Regions from separate parts of the Mus musculus genome. Here region 2 is linked to region 1. A link is a contact called in public ChIA-PET data. All regions are on one chromosome and are shown on one strand. The core of a region is the stretch at or near the end of the contact, and the rest is flanking DNA. Distances in the headings are between cores, read along the strand shown.

Region 1 (7,034 bases), core at 1,140-3,639:
GCTTTGATTTAACGTTTAGCTTGTTCATGTAGATAGTTGGCTACTAAAAACCCCTTGTTTCATGTCTTCCTGGATGTCACTGTCTTGGCCTTGAGTGTCTTGAAATTAAGAGTAATACAACAAGCTACAAGCTTAGGTCTTGAGTTCCAAAACATGGGGTCCTGCTTGCCCCTTCTACCCTGCTGGCTGACTGTTCTCTTCAGGGTTTGAGGAGAGAGGACCCTGCTGTGAGATAGGACAGTCCACCAGTGTCACTGTGTTCCCTGTGTTCTGATGAGGGTGGAGCATGGGATCAACGAGGGCACTGGGTTGTGTCTGTTTATTTTCAGTGCCAGCAGTCCTGCAGGGGCCAGGCTCCTTGACCTCTGAAGAACAGAGCAGTGTCATGGTCCCCAGAACCAGTGCAGCTGAGCCACAGCCCCTCCCCCCAAATATATCAGAGTGAGTGAGTGAGCCAAGGAAGGGTTTGGATCAGGGGCAGTGAGGGGTTTTTGAAAACAGCCCCTAGCCCAAGAGGCAGCAGGGCTGGACCCTGGGTGCGGCTGGTGGGAGTGGGTGGCTCCCCACCAGCTCCGAGGCAGATGTTCCTGGCTTGCACCTGTGGGGCCCACAGATGGGACACTTCCGCTTTCAAGAGGAGGCCTGGCGTTGCTTACTGCCCTGTCCGCATGCTTTTCCAATCAGCAGGTCTCACGGAGGTGGGGTTTGAAAGAGAAGAAAGTTGCTCACAAGTGGGGGACTGCCCCAGCACCTGGGGGTGATCATCCGCTCCCTATGCCCCCAGGAGGGCAGTTGGTGTTTGTGGGGAAGTAGACGTTGGTTGTGGCTTTCTGCGCTGGGTGGTCCGATAGATAAGGAAGGAGTGGGGAAGGAAGTGGCTGCAGAGAGCTTGAGGGGCCGCGGTTCCCTGCAGAAACCATGGCCGTCTGCAGTCTGCACCCAGCTTTATGCCAGGGATTGGGGGCTCCCTCCTGTTCCCTCACACTCTTCCCATGCCAGGGTGGCCAGACATCAAGATGGCCTTGCTTCTGTCTTTTGGAAACTGCAGGAGACAGCTGTCCATCAAAGTTCTCTAATGATGTGGCTGAGTGATTCCAGGTTGGGGCAGCCTTCCTTCCAGGCCTTTAGGAATCTGCTGTCTAACCAGAAAGCTGAGAATAGGAATTCAGAGGCTATGGAGACTGGAGGCAAGGAGGCACTCAGCTTACACTGTCTCCTCTTCTAGGTTGTGAGACTCTATGAGTGCTGGGTAGGTAGATGAACAGATGCATCATGGATGGATGGGTGGACAGACAGACAGATGAAAAGAAGAGGCTACACAAGTCTCATAGCAATCCACTTTATACAGAAAGGATAGGGTCTGCAGGTTGATGTCTCTAGTCTCTAAACCCATCAAGGAGGGCCGTAAGTCCCAGCCGCTCCAGATTGGGGGGAGGGGGGAGAACAGTGACCTGTGCAGCTCCTTGTGAGCTGAGCGGCAGGCCACCAACTTCTGCTTCTTGGTCCCAAGTGAGGTTTGTCTAGTTAGGGTGGGTAGCAGGAGCCATACACTGGGTGACAGGTGAGCCTGTCCAGTGCTGGCCACCAACCCTGCCCAGTACAGGGTGGGGCTGAGCAAACTCAGAACCAGAGAGCAGGTGACACAGCGCATGGCTGGGTGACACGTGGAAATCCGGGACGGGGACTGTGATCATCAGATGTACATCTGGAGAGGACAAGCCTGCTTTTGGGTCCCTAGGCTGGAATTAACCCCTTGTGAGGGTTGGAATTGGGACCCAATGTTTTAGGGGCTTGCTTACATCTCTGGAAAACTCTACGGCTGCCCCTTAAGGTGCTTCTGAGAACAGAAATAAATTCAGCAAACCACACAGGAAGCGCATCTGCTGAACACCTGGATGTGCGAGGCCTGCCTGTGACCTCGGAGAACCCACTCAGCCTCTAGTGAGGCACAAGTGTCAGCGTTGCCACCACCAGCACATCACTGCCACCAGTGCATCACCTGGAGGCTCAGCAAGGTCACCCAGCAGCTGAAAAAGGGCTGGCATTTTTTCAGCCAGGCTTAACCCAGATTGGTGAATCTGTAGGCATCTATGACCCAAACTGTCAGGCACAAAGTCCTATCTACCTTGGCCACTGTTACATCAAGCCCGGGTCCCTCAGCCGCAGGAAACCAAGGTGTCCCAAGGGAGAGTCCAGCCTGTATATGACCCAGCACACAATGCAATGACCCACAGAAGCAGGCATCCTGAGAGCCTGGGTGCTGCCTGCTTATTGGTGGGGAAGCCCCTTCTGAAGCCACTTTCTCTTTAAGGGGCCAGTGTGGAGGGCAGCCCCTGGTTTCTTTATGACTGTGAGGTTGGGGCTGGAGGCTCACCCTTCTTGGGGAGTTGCTCTCCTCAGCAATCTCTTTTAATTTCACTTCCTTTGGGTCTGGGAAGCCAGAAGTGCAGCTGGCCCGGGGCAGCAGGTGCCTGAACCACAGAGGCAGAAACAGGCAGAGATGAGAAAATCTCCCTTAGGCGTGAGCACTGTTTCCTTCGTAATTTCTCACTCCATCTATCTTTCTTTGGTGTTGAAGGGCGCTTTAAAGGGAGCTCTAAATAGGCCTGGACAGTGTACTGGTAGCATTCTGAATACTCTGTTGCAGCAGGCAGCCACAGAACCTGGTGCCTGCTGGTCAGCTTCCCTTGGGGCCTCCAACCCCGCCTTCACAGTCACACCAAGGGTGCCGCCCTTCCTCCAGTCGGTGGGCTGTTTGCAGGTGTGTCGTGGTCATGGAGATCCTGGTAGGCCTGGCTGAGAGAGTGACGGGTGTTTTAGGCACCTGGAAGGATTTGGGAGACGCTTGGAGTCAAAGCTTTTGGATCTGATGAGTCACTGGTGTGGCTAGCCAGGTTTCCTCCTGAAACTGGACCCTCTGTGTAAACTAGTGCTGCCATTGAAGTAACCTCAGAACAGAATGGAAGGGAACTTAACTTGTATCTGCGAGGAAAACAAATTTGCATTGCTTTTTAAAAATGAAGTTTCTAGTAACATTTTTCTGTGCACGTGCAGATCACGGTCCAGTTTAGAGGCTGTGGGGCTCGACCACGGGCTTTCACTAAACTTTTTTTTTTTTTTTTTAATTTAAGACAAGGGCTCAAGTAGCCCAGGCTGACCTCCAACTAACTATGTAACTATGACTGGTCTTGAACCCCTGATTTTTTTTGCCTCTATTTCCTGAATGTTGGAAGTACAGGCACGCACTACCATGTCTGGCTATTATCTGTAATCTTAAACATCAGGTAGGACTGGTGAAATTGGTCAGTGGGTAAAGGCACTTGCCACCAAGCTTGAAAACCTGAGAGAAAGTGGAAGGGGAGAACCAACTCTCTGTACTTTTCTATTCTCTGACCTACACACACACACACACACACACACACACACACACACATACACACATACCCACATATATACACAGAGACACACGCACATACACACATATACAGAGACACATGCATGGACAAATGCATAGACATACACATACACACACATATATATACACACACACTCTCATATATACACACATAGAAACACACACATACACACATACACACTTATACACAAAGACACATGCACAGACAAATGCACTGACATAAACACACACATACACATATTCACACACTCAAACACTCACACACAGACACACATACTTACACACAAACACACACATAGACACACACACTTACACACTCACATATAGACACACACTTACTCACTCTCTCTCTCTCTCTCACACACACACACAGAAAGAGAGAGAGTAAAATATAATAGAAAATTTTAAATCACACGCCCCCCACCCCCTTGAAGGCCCAGTCGGCACTGTTTCCAAACACCAGTGCCTCCATGGGCTACTGGATGCTCTCTGGTTCCTCCTTGCTGAGTGTCTGGTCTCATGAAGGTCTCACTCTGGACTCTGCCTGCTGCTGTTGTCTTTTGCTTAACTTCAGAGCTTGGGCTTCATCCTAGTGGATATGGTGGTAGAGGGTTGCCTTTCCTAGGCTGCAAATTACTTTCGTTTTTTCTCTTCAACTTAAGCTTTTTCGTTAGCACACACAGATTCCAGCGGTAGTCTCCAGAGCAGCGACTCTCTGAACCCCTGGGTCTCAGCCCATGGATCTGTTCCCTGAACATCCACTGCTCCTGCATCCCAAGTGCTACACAAGGCTTGAACCCTGTCTTACCCGACATGTTCATATAGGTTCCATATACTGTGGAGGGGTGAAGACAAAGGGCCAGAAGGGAGGTGTAGGTCCCCCACAGTATGGTTGGCAATGGACATTTGTCAGGAAACCTGCAGAGGCAGACACCCTGGGGCACTTGAGTCTGTTCCCATGAGCCCTTGGGGGCTGAGGGCCAAGGGATGGACCTTCGGGAATGCATAGGGAAAGTAACAGAGAGGGACCTCAGGACCTGTCTTTTCTGACATCTCTGATCTGTAGGACACTTGCTCTCTGATGCTACCTCATGCCTGATGTTCCTCTTGGAAGGCTGCTTGGTTCCCCAGCCTCTTATGACCTAGTTCCTTCTCCTTAGGAGACATGAGGGCCAAAGGCAGCCACACCGTCTTAGCTACTGTCCCATTGCTGTCAAGGGACACCATGACCAAGGCGACTTATAAATGAAAGCATTGTGTTGGGGTTTGCTTACGGTTTCAGGTTTAGTCTGTTATGGTGGGGAGGAGCTACATCCTGACCTGTAGAAAGACAGCCTAGCCCTGGCATGGCTTCTGCACTCTCAAGTGCATCACCCTCAGAGACACACTTCCTCCAACAAGGCCACAACTCCTACTCTAAGCTTTTCAAAGAGTTCCATTCCCTGACATGCAACTATAGGAACCTATAGGAGCCATTCTTATTCAAACCTCTGCAACATCACTCTCCATCTGGAGGGGAAAGAGCTGGAATTGGGCCCAGGTGGTGCTGGGACAGCTCACACTGTGTTAGGGAAGTCTTCACAGCCCTATGGCCTCCCCTCCACCTATAGACCCCCCCACAGACCTGCTGTATCACGGTGTTTGCATTTAGAATTTTCTGCGGTCAGAATCAACACCAAATCTCAATCTCTCTCCCCCTCCCCCTTCCCCTCCCCCTCTCCCTCTCCCCTCCCCTCCCCCTCTCCCTATTTCCTTGTATTTACACTCTCATCTATCTATCCTAGACTGGCCTTGAACTTCTGGCCCTTCTGCTTCCACTTCCTGAGCGCTTAGGTTAGGCCATCGTGGCAGGTTTATGCAGTTGTGGGGTTAAGTTATAGGACATTGTCCATGATAGACAAGCACTCTGCCTGCTGAGTCTTTTGTTTTTTTTTTTGGTTTTGTTTTTTTTTAAATTCTTCTGTGTCCAGTGGTGTTCTATGAGTGGCTGCTGAGTATCTCTTGCCATATCTGTAGATATTGGTGACTTGGGGTTTGGGTAGTCTCGAAAGCAAGGGTCTTTGTGCCAGAGGGACTGAATACACGTATGTTGTTCGCCATCACAAACCTGTCCTGAAGATGATGCTCTCTGTGGATCCAGGAGGCCACCCTGGCATCCACATCCTGGCCCCCTAAGAAGCTGTTTCTTTTCTTTGAGGGGCTCTCCCTAGCTGCCCTGGGCCTGTCAGGGAATAAGACATAGCCTTGAGCAAGCAGCCTATAGCAGTCAAGGTACACCCTCTGTGAGACCATGGGCTCTAGGGTGTGACCCTGTCCTAGGTTGCTGGGGCTCTGAGAGAGATGATCACGTGGCATGTGAGGCCAGCAGAGGCCAAGAAGGAGACTCGCCCTCAGTGTGAAGGGAGCATTCTTTTGTAGTCTAAGCTTCCAACCCGGCAGAGAAATGAGGCCCTCAGAACCCCTGGCTCTTCATGGGAAGCGCCAGTTCCATACAAGCAATCCCAGTTCCTGACCTGGAGAGGCCCAACAGAGGTTGCCCGGCAACTCCTCTGCAAGCTTCCTCCAGCCCCCTCTGCCTCCTCCCTTCCTCCTTGGCTTCCCCTGTATCCTTGGCTTCCTCGGGATGGCAGAGCACCGAGTAGCAAGCAGAAAGCAGGGTTTCCCGAGCAGAACCCTTTGTTCTTCTGAGAACTTCATTCCGAGTGGTCAATTGCTCTGTCTACCTATTCTACTGCAGTGACACAGGGTGGCCCATCTGTCTCATCTGGCATTGGCTCACCAGCTTTTGTTGAGATTTTTCTTTTCCTCCAGGAGTAGGGTGGGGATGTGTTGGCAGCTGCCGCAGGGGAGACTGTTGTGGAACAATGGAGGCTGGGAGACCCGAGCCAACACTGAATCCCTGGAAACAATGTCGGAGACACTCCTGGATGTCAGGGATGCTCTAGTGCTGAGCTGTCTTCGGGGCAGGAAGGGGGGAAACCAATGTATGCATGCTGTGAACAGCTGCAGTCAAGACAGTTCAGATGGACAGGTACCAATCTTCGGTTAGAAGTCACAGTCTCTGTGGATAGGTTGATTTGGGCTTGACCTTGTCACCTGTCCTTGGCTTCTCTCAAGCAGGCCGGTCTGAGGCAACAGAGCCTACATCTGTCCTATATCAAGCTCAGACATCCTTCAGAGTTAGTGGCCACACCATGGAGGGACACAGATGTGCCCATTATTCTGGGTCTTTGTGCATGGCAGGTAGGGACTTTCCTGAGGCCACCTGAACTCAAAACACTAGGCTAGAGTACTGAACTTGGGGACATGAGACTTGGCCCCTGGTGACCTGATTAGGAGGAGGGAGGATGGGTGAGGGGACAGAAGAGAGGAGAGAGAAAGGAGCTGACCCTTCTCATCCCACAACCCTCCATTCCCCAACAGGCAGGGATGTTAGCGTTGCAGGACAGTCAGGACTCTTCTCAGCCATGGACCCTCTCTGTGTCCCCTGCTTCCTGCAGCACTCTGCTTTCTCTGTGTATGTTTGGTCGAGCATGCTTAGTGCGGGGAGACACTCATGTAAGGTCTCTGAGGCACTGGTTCTCCTGGGAACTCCAGTGGGCTAACCCAATGCCAGACC
Region 2 (7,034 bases), core at 2,519-5,018, 210 kb after region 1:
TCTGGGCTGCACTGTACAGACTGGTGCAATAGCTATGGCAAGACTCCTCCAGGGATACAGTGTTAAACCCAGTCTGGTACCTGTGTCCGAGTCCTTCTGCTCTCCATTGGCCCCCACGGTGAAGGGCAGCTTCCGCTTGGTGGCTCGTTCTCTCACCTCCTTCCCGCCATCACTGCGGTCCAGCTTGGGAGTCTTGGTTAGAGAAACTTTATCTTTATCCTACAAGAGAGAGAGAGCAATGCTTTCAGTTATTGTTTCCGGGTTAAATCCTCAAGTCACGACTTTGGCTTCATGTGCCAAAGAAAGCAAACATTTTACTGGGGCGATCAACAGCCCCTCCTGTTCTAGGACATATATGCTTCTAGGACTAAAAGGCTTGACTGTGACTGCTCCTCCTTTAGCTAGGGTTGCTCTCTGCCTTAGCCTCCCACCACGAGGACGGCACTGTTGATGAGGAGCACTGAACTCTCCCTACAAGTCAGAATCAAACTCCACAACATAACTCGCATAGAGTGCTGGCAGAGTTAAAGGTGCAAATCATACTGTCCAAGGGTTAAGGCCCCGAACAACCACAACCCCCCTGCCCACCAAGACTGGGAAAGTTGCAGCTTTGTTCTGATTCAGAACATGGGCCCACTGGCTGCTCCTGGTGATAGATAGCCCCGCTGCCTGTGCATTCTATTCCATCCGAGGCCTGAGATATGGTGAGGTGGCATGTCTGTAGGTAAGAGAAATGAGGGTCTCTCTCTTAGGGGGTAATAACCTAAGTTAAAAAAAAAAGTGAAATGGAAGTTGCATGTGTGTCACTAAAAAAGTTTCACATTTTAAAAACATACATAAAACTCGCAGCGTGGTGGCACATGCCTTTAGTCCCAGCACTCGGGAGGCAGAGGCAGGTGGATTTCTGAGTTCTAGGCCAGCCTGGTCTACAAAGTGAGTTCCAGTACAGCCAGGGCTACACAGAGAAAAACCCTGTCTCGAAAAACAAAAACCAAAAAACAAAAAAAAAAAACAAAAAAAACAAAAAAACCAAAAAACAAACCTCGCAGCTCCTTGCCTAGGTAACTAAGCACAGCGTGTAGTTTGGCTAAAATAGCGTACGAAGGCCCAGTGCTTTGTTCAGCTGAGGAGTGTGCTAGCAGCAGGTGGCCATGGTGATCCTCTGAAAGTGACATTGATGCCTCCATGCAAACAAAACCAGATGGGGGGAGAGGAGCACACCAACCTCTTTATCTAGAACACATTAGAGTTCAACACAGAACTGTATGAGTGCTTAAGCAGGCCGTGGTGTGTGCCTGCCTTTAATCCCAGTGCTTAGGAGGCACAAACAAGCAGATCTCTGAGTTCAAGGCCGGCCTGGACTACAAAACTGAGTTCCGGGGCAGTCAGGACTGTTCAGGACAAAGAAACCCTGTCTTGACTGCCATTCTTCCACCCCCAATACAAAGATGTTCTTGAAAGTGAATGTGGACACAAAACTTTGTTCTGCAACTGGGAAAAGACAGCATGGTTCAAGCTCTCTCCACTGTAAAATGATAACTGAAGTGAGACCAACTGTAAACGCTACAGAATGACCACTTCGTAAATTAGAATACCTTGAGCATTAAGTTAAGCCAAGCTTAATCAACACATGCCATAAAGATGGTCAAGGTGGAAACGCCATGGTACCTAAGGCAGTCCTGGCCCCATGCACCTGTGCGTACATGGTACACAGAGCAAAGCTTGCCTTAACTCATGATCTACAGAGAGCAGAGAGGAGAAACAAAGCTGCAACTCCCATCCACCAGGGACTCTGTAAGGGCAAACAACTCTACTAGACACCAGCAACCCAGACGTATGAACCAAGCAGCTCACCCTCTCCAAGATAAACCATCCTGGCGCCTTCCTTGGAGACTCAATGTGCCACACTCCTGTCCCCACCTCATCTTTATAGTAAATATTCCAATCAGAGAGCACATAACTTCTCCAGTTGCAAAGCAACCTGAGTTACAACAGGTTCCTTGAGTGTTCATGTAAGCTCAAGGATCAGTTCTTACCAAAGACCTGTAAGGATTTCAGTGGCAGTATGTCAAATTTATATATACCTAAAGACAATTTCCTGATGGATGCAGTTATTTAGGTCTTCCTAATTGCTCAGGAATTTTCACATCCTTTAACAAATGACTTGTTGAGATCTGTCTACCCCTTCCTTTTGAGTGTGTCTCCAAGCCTGACAAAATTATTTTATTTTTAGTTCTGTGTGTATGCATACAGTCAAGTGTGCCTCTGCCTCTGAGTGTATGCATGTGTGCGTGTGTGAATGTGTGGCTTTAATATGCAGGTGCTCTCAGAGGCCTTAAGAGAAAGGTGAATTCCCTGGAGATGTTTTTGTTTGAGAAATGGTCTTACTGTAGCACTGCCTGATCCTGAATCCTACCAGAGGTGGGATTACAGATGTTTGTAATCATCACACCCAGCTATATATTTTAAATTTCAATCTGAAAAATCCCTGATTTTTCATTAATTACATTTAGAAGTAAATTTTATTTACATTTGACACCTTGCCCGAACCATTAATTCTTGTAGCTTTTGTGCAACTGTTGATATCCTGGAGTAAAGTTTATTCTGCCCTTTCCAATCTCTTGTGGCTTTTATTTTGCTACTGTGCTAGCCAACGCCTGCATAAAACTGCCAGAGGTGGGGACTTTGGTGTCCTTCTGCTGCTTTGTATCCAACCTTATATAGAATTCAGCCCTCATTATTAAATGATGGCACACAGGAATTTTTGTTGAATAAATTGTAATAAATGTTAAATTTGGTCAAAAGTCTTTGCTATGTCAACTGATGTCATAAACTTAGGGGAAAAATATAAGCAAAAGTTCTGTGACCTTGCATGTGACTATGGCTGGGGGAAATGGTTTCGTTTGTTGCAGAATCATGTGTTCAGATCTCCAGCACCTATATAAAAAGCCAGGAGTAGCAGTATTAATTTATAATCCCTACATATAAGAAGCTTGCTGGCCAGACAAATTGGTGAGTTCCAGGTTCAGTAAGAGACCATGTTTCGAAAAATGAAGCTTCAGATGAGATGTCTCACTGCACACAAGTGTCTGCTGACAAACCCAATGGTCCCGGGACCCATGTGGTAGGAGAGATCTTCTGCCCACAAACTGCCCTCTGACATAGCTGAGGAAGCATGTCCATGGGAACCTCCCCCAATCAAAGACTTCCACATGCTTGAGAAAGAACACGTGTGAGTCCTGTCTTCAATCAATCAATTGGTCAAAATAAATTGGAACGCAAGAGACAGACATGTTAACAGTTTTTCTGGCTTCCACACACACTTGTGCGCGCAAATTAATAATAATAAACTAATGTAAAAAAAGTTCCACAATAGTTAGAAGGAAACTAGAGCAACCTCAACGGGAGCCACAGTGGCACTGTGGGATTCAGCCCACCAGGAAGGTCTTACGTAGCCATTTTCTAGGTAGTAGGAATATTTTATATACTTATTATTAAAATCAATGTAATATTACATTATTAAACATTAAATCAAATATTACATTATTAAAATCAGGAAGTTGAATATAGGGAATGAAGGCCAACTGGGGAACTTGTGTTTGAGGATCCTCTATGCTCAAGAATGCTCTGTTTTATAGTCATGACGTGTGTTACTGTTGGAGAAATGGGGACTGAACAGGAAATGGTAACACCCAAGGAGCTGTGAAGCTAAGAATGCTGATGAGCAGCAAGTGTCAGAGGGGGTGCTTCAGGCGCTGACTTTTGTGAATGGGGGTAGGAGCTGCACACTGGAGAAGCCATCGAGGTTTCAGTGGTTTGCTACCCTTGGCAGCCCCAGCAACAGTTCTGTGAGAGAAACCCTGCACAGCCATGCTAGACTCTTCTCTCCTGCTATAGCAAAGGGAAGGAAAGAACAGAAAGCCCAGAGGACAATACTCACAAAGTAGACATCAGCCTCTCTGCCACTGCCATCACTAACTCCTGTGTGGTGTCCTGAGTTAAGGCGACACCCAGCTAAGGATGGGGGAGAGTGAATCAGGCTCCATATCAATCTTTCTAGCATCCTGCTCTTGGCCACAGCCTCCTGTACCTCCTGTCTGTCAGGGGTAGTCTACATTTCATACACAGACCTCAAGAACACTCCCGGAAAAAAAAAAAAATCACAGGACCCAACAGCCTGACTGTAAGCTATTGCCCTGTTGGTGGCACTCGCGCAGCCGCCTCTTAAGGTAGGCTTCAACCCCAGGGAGCAGCCATCAGATTCAGTTAAGGGGTGAATTTGTGTTTGTCCTGGAGAAACATTGGATGCTCTGGTACTGTAAAGAGCCAATAGGTATTATGGCACACAGGGTACACATAGTTTGCAAATTAGGGGATGTGCTATCCTTCCTTGAGGGACCTAATTAGACAGAGGCAGGTGCCCACCCTTAGAGCCACCTCCTGCTCACCAGTCTGCATGAGGGATGCCCGCGGTCTAGAAACCCTCTGAGAAGTGCAGAAGAGGCTTCTGCTGAGACAGATTGCCATCTGTCACAGGAGAATGAGAATGAGCCTGAACTGGACGAAAGATCTCACTTCCTGCTGAGGGGCCTTGGATAACACAGCGGCCATCTAGCTCTGTGGACAGAGCATGACCATAAGAGTAGGAGATTTGCTGGTCTCTACTAAGGCTATCTCAGTATGCAGTATATAGATGTTCCAGACATTTTTGGCACTTTCTTCTCTACATGTCAGCTTGTGTCACTAATGGGTCTGTAGCAAGATATGTGACAGAAGAGTATGTCACATAGTGTATGATTCATTTGGGAGAAAAAATTTAAAATTATGTTGCTTTTGATAACATGTGCCTTACGTGAGGAAGTAAGTTCACATTGTATAGCCAGAGCCAGTCAGTGTTCTGTCACTAGCAGGCCCTCCTTCATGAACTTTTACTCAACATTGCCACCTGGGATCCTCTGTAGTCCCTGAAGAATAGACACCTACGTACTCCATCTTGGACTGCTTTCTACAGAGTGACCAGGTAAGATAGGAAAGATCCACCACGGCCAAGCACTGCAGCGTCACACAGCAATTTCACGGGTCCTGTCAAGCTCCAGAAAAGGCCAGATTTAAGCAAGTAATCAAACAAACCCAAATCAAGTCAGGGTACCTTGCTGGGACACACACACACACACACACCCCTACCTTAAATCGAATTCATGTACACCACCCACATACATAGCCCAGGTCCTGTAGTCTCAGGAATAACTCAGCTCATTACAACTTATGTCTTCTCCAGAGTTAACAACAACCCTAACCAACCTGAAACATGTCCATGTTCCTAGGAGGCTGATATAACCCAACCTCTAGAGCTTTCATCATGGCTCACTGTAGCCTGCTACTCTCTAGAGACCAGCCTGTCTCCTGGATCCCGACTTAAGACTTTCTTGCCCTTTTACCCATTCCTGTCAAGCCATGTGACATACACCTGAAAGGCACCGCTTCTTTCATGACAACTTCTGGGACCCACACTGAAGAACTAATTCTGGGAAGAGCTTGTTCAGCTTTGTCAGTGTAGCCAAATGGCAGGACCTTCTCTCCCATCCCCCACCCCTCCCTCTCTCTCTGGGAGTTGGAGCCCTCTGGAGAATTCTTTAACAGACAAGAGCAGCAGTCAGCCAGGATGGAGAGCATCTATAAACCGAAGACTCAGAAGGCAGTGAGGAAAACTCAGGGAAGGGAGGGGGAGACTTGGATAGTTAAGTGCAAGGTGCTCCACACTGTCACACAGCTGAGGTGAAGAGTAGGCAGGAGCTGCACTAAGACAGGAATGGCTGAGTCTGAGCAAGGCTCCAACACAAGGCAGTGGGAGTAGGGTGCTTCTCTGACCTGAATGCCCACAGACTCAGCAGTATGTGATGTTTCTGAAGCCAGCCTAGTGAGAGTCTTTTTTAAAAAGTCTAGGAAACGACAGTGCAGCCTTTCCCCTTGTTCCTGCTCTACAACTATCTGACTTTGTTGCATGGAAACTTCTATGAATATACCTGAAAACCATGCCTTTGCATCTATTCGGTGTGAAACTGTCCCCAAAAGTAAGTTCATGCTACATGGATACTCAAGGGTCCCAGAGGCCCCTTTATCTGTTCTTTTTAAACAGCAGCTACATATGTCATGTTCACAAACCACTTCACAGTGAACCGAATGAGCAGATCATGTGACTCTGCAGTGTCTGCCTGTATACCACAGCACTTGCTAGTGATTACAGGGGGAGTATTAGCAACATGCAGAAAGAATCAAAATGAAGGCTCACTTACAGCAAGCCAGAGCTGGGACCCTCTCACAGACACAGCCAAGGTGCCAAGACAATCAGGAGGGCGGACCAGAAATGACAGCAATAAAACTTGAGGAAAATCACCTTATAAAAACATGAGGTCAAGCCGGGCATGGTGGCGCACACCTTTAATCCCAGCACTCAGAAGGCAGAGGCAAGCGGATTTCTGAGTTCAAGGCCAGCCTGGTCTACAGAGTGAGTTCCAGGACAACCAGGGCTACACAGAGAAACCCTGTCTTGAAAAAACCAAAACCAAACAAAACAACAAAAACAAACAAACATGAGATCAGTTCTGAGAGTGTGTCAGACTTCATCTCACTGGCTCAGATGCTGTCGTACCACAGCAAGAAACCCAGTCCCAGGACAACTCATGGGCTTGGACATAGTCACGCAAACATAAACAAGCAACTAAACATATATTTTAAGGCAAAGCCTTACTCTGATCTGTCCAGTTCTAACTTCTTGATTTTGGAGTCTTTCCTTTACGCCAGGAAGTATGTACCCCAGAATCTGATGTCAACAGCACTGACTGACTCTGGCAACTTAGAGTTACATTGTATAATCTTATTATTCTTTTATTCTGCTTTGCCACCACCACCCAAATCTATTATTGTTTTGAATTAACAACATTTGAAAGCAAACGTCTAAGACTATTTTACAGTCAGTATAACTGTGACACATAGTTAACCGTCTTTCATTGAACACATGACACTGTATCTTAGGG

Evidence for each region. ChIA-PET counts read pairs in DNA pulled down with a chosen protein or histone mark.
Region 2: an RNA polymerase II ChIA-PET map of memory CD8 T cells shows a contact between it and region 1, with 127 read pairs. The contact joins two enhancer-like sites. A contact is called at or near these places in 1 of 39 promoter capture datasets (embryonic stem cells), 2 of 115 datasets of contacts at active chromatin or transcription factors (effector CD8 T cells and memory CD8 T cells) and 2 of 9 other capture datasets (adipose tissue and pancreatic islet).

The regions. Positions count from the first base shown.
Region 1 is chr8:122,700,097-122,707,130 of GRCm38.p6, forward strand. Gm10612 (predicted gene 10612) reads left to right here. Exons shown (of 3, transcript NR_166074.1): 3 at 1-64. Among named protein-coding and RNA genes, the nearest start is that of Gm10612, 5.8 kb to the left of the region's middle. Within about 2 kb of position 2,390, at least 78 of the 459 cell types and tissues checked have an H3K27ac peak or open chromatin away from gene starts, as enhancers often do. A contact at or near this core is called in effector CD8 T cells and memory CD8 T cells, where this site is marked.
Region 2 is chr8:122,908,588-122,915,621 of GRCm38.p6, forward strand. Ankrd11 (ankyrin repeat domain 11) reads right to left here. Exons shown (of 13, transcript NM_001081379.2): 4 at 81-219. Gm39273 (a long non-coding RNA gene) reads left to right here. Exons shown (of 4, transcript XR_003947488.1): 3 at 1-6,071. Among named protein-coding and RNA genes, the nearest start is that of Gm39272, 22 kb to the right of the region's middle. Within about 2 kb of position 3,769, at least 24 of the 459 cell types and tissues checked have an H3K27ac peak or open chromatin away from gene starts, as enhancers often do. A contact at or near this core is called in effector CD8 T cells and memory CD8 T cells, where this site is marked.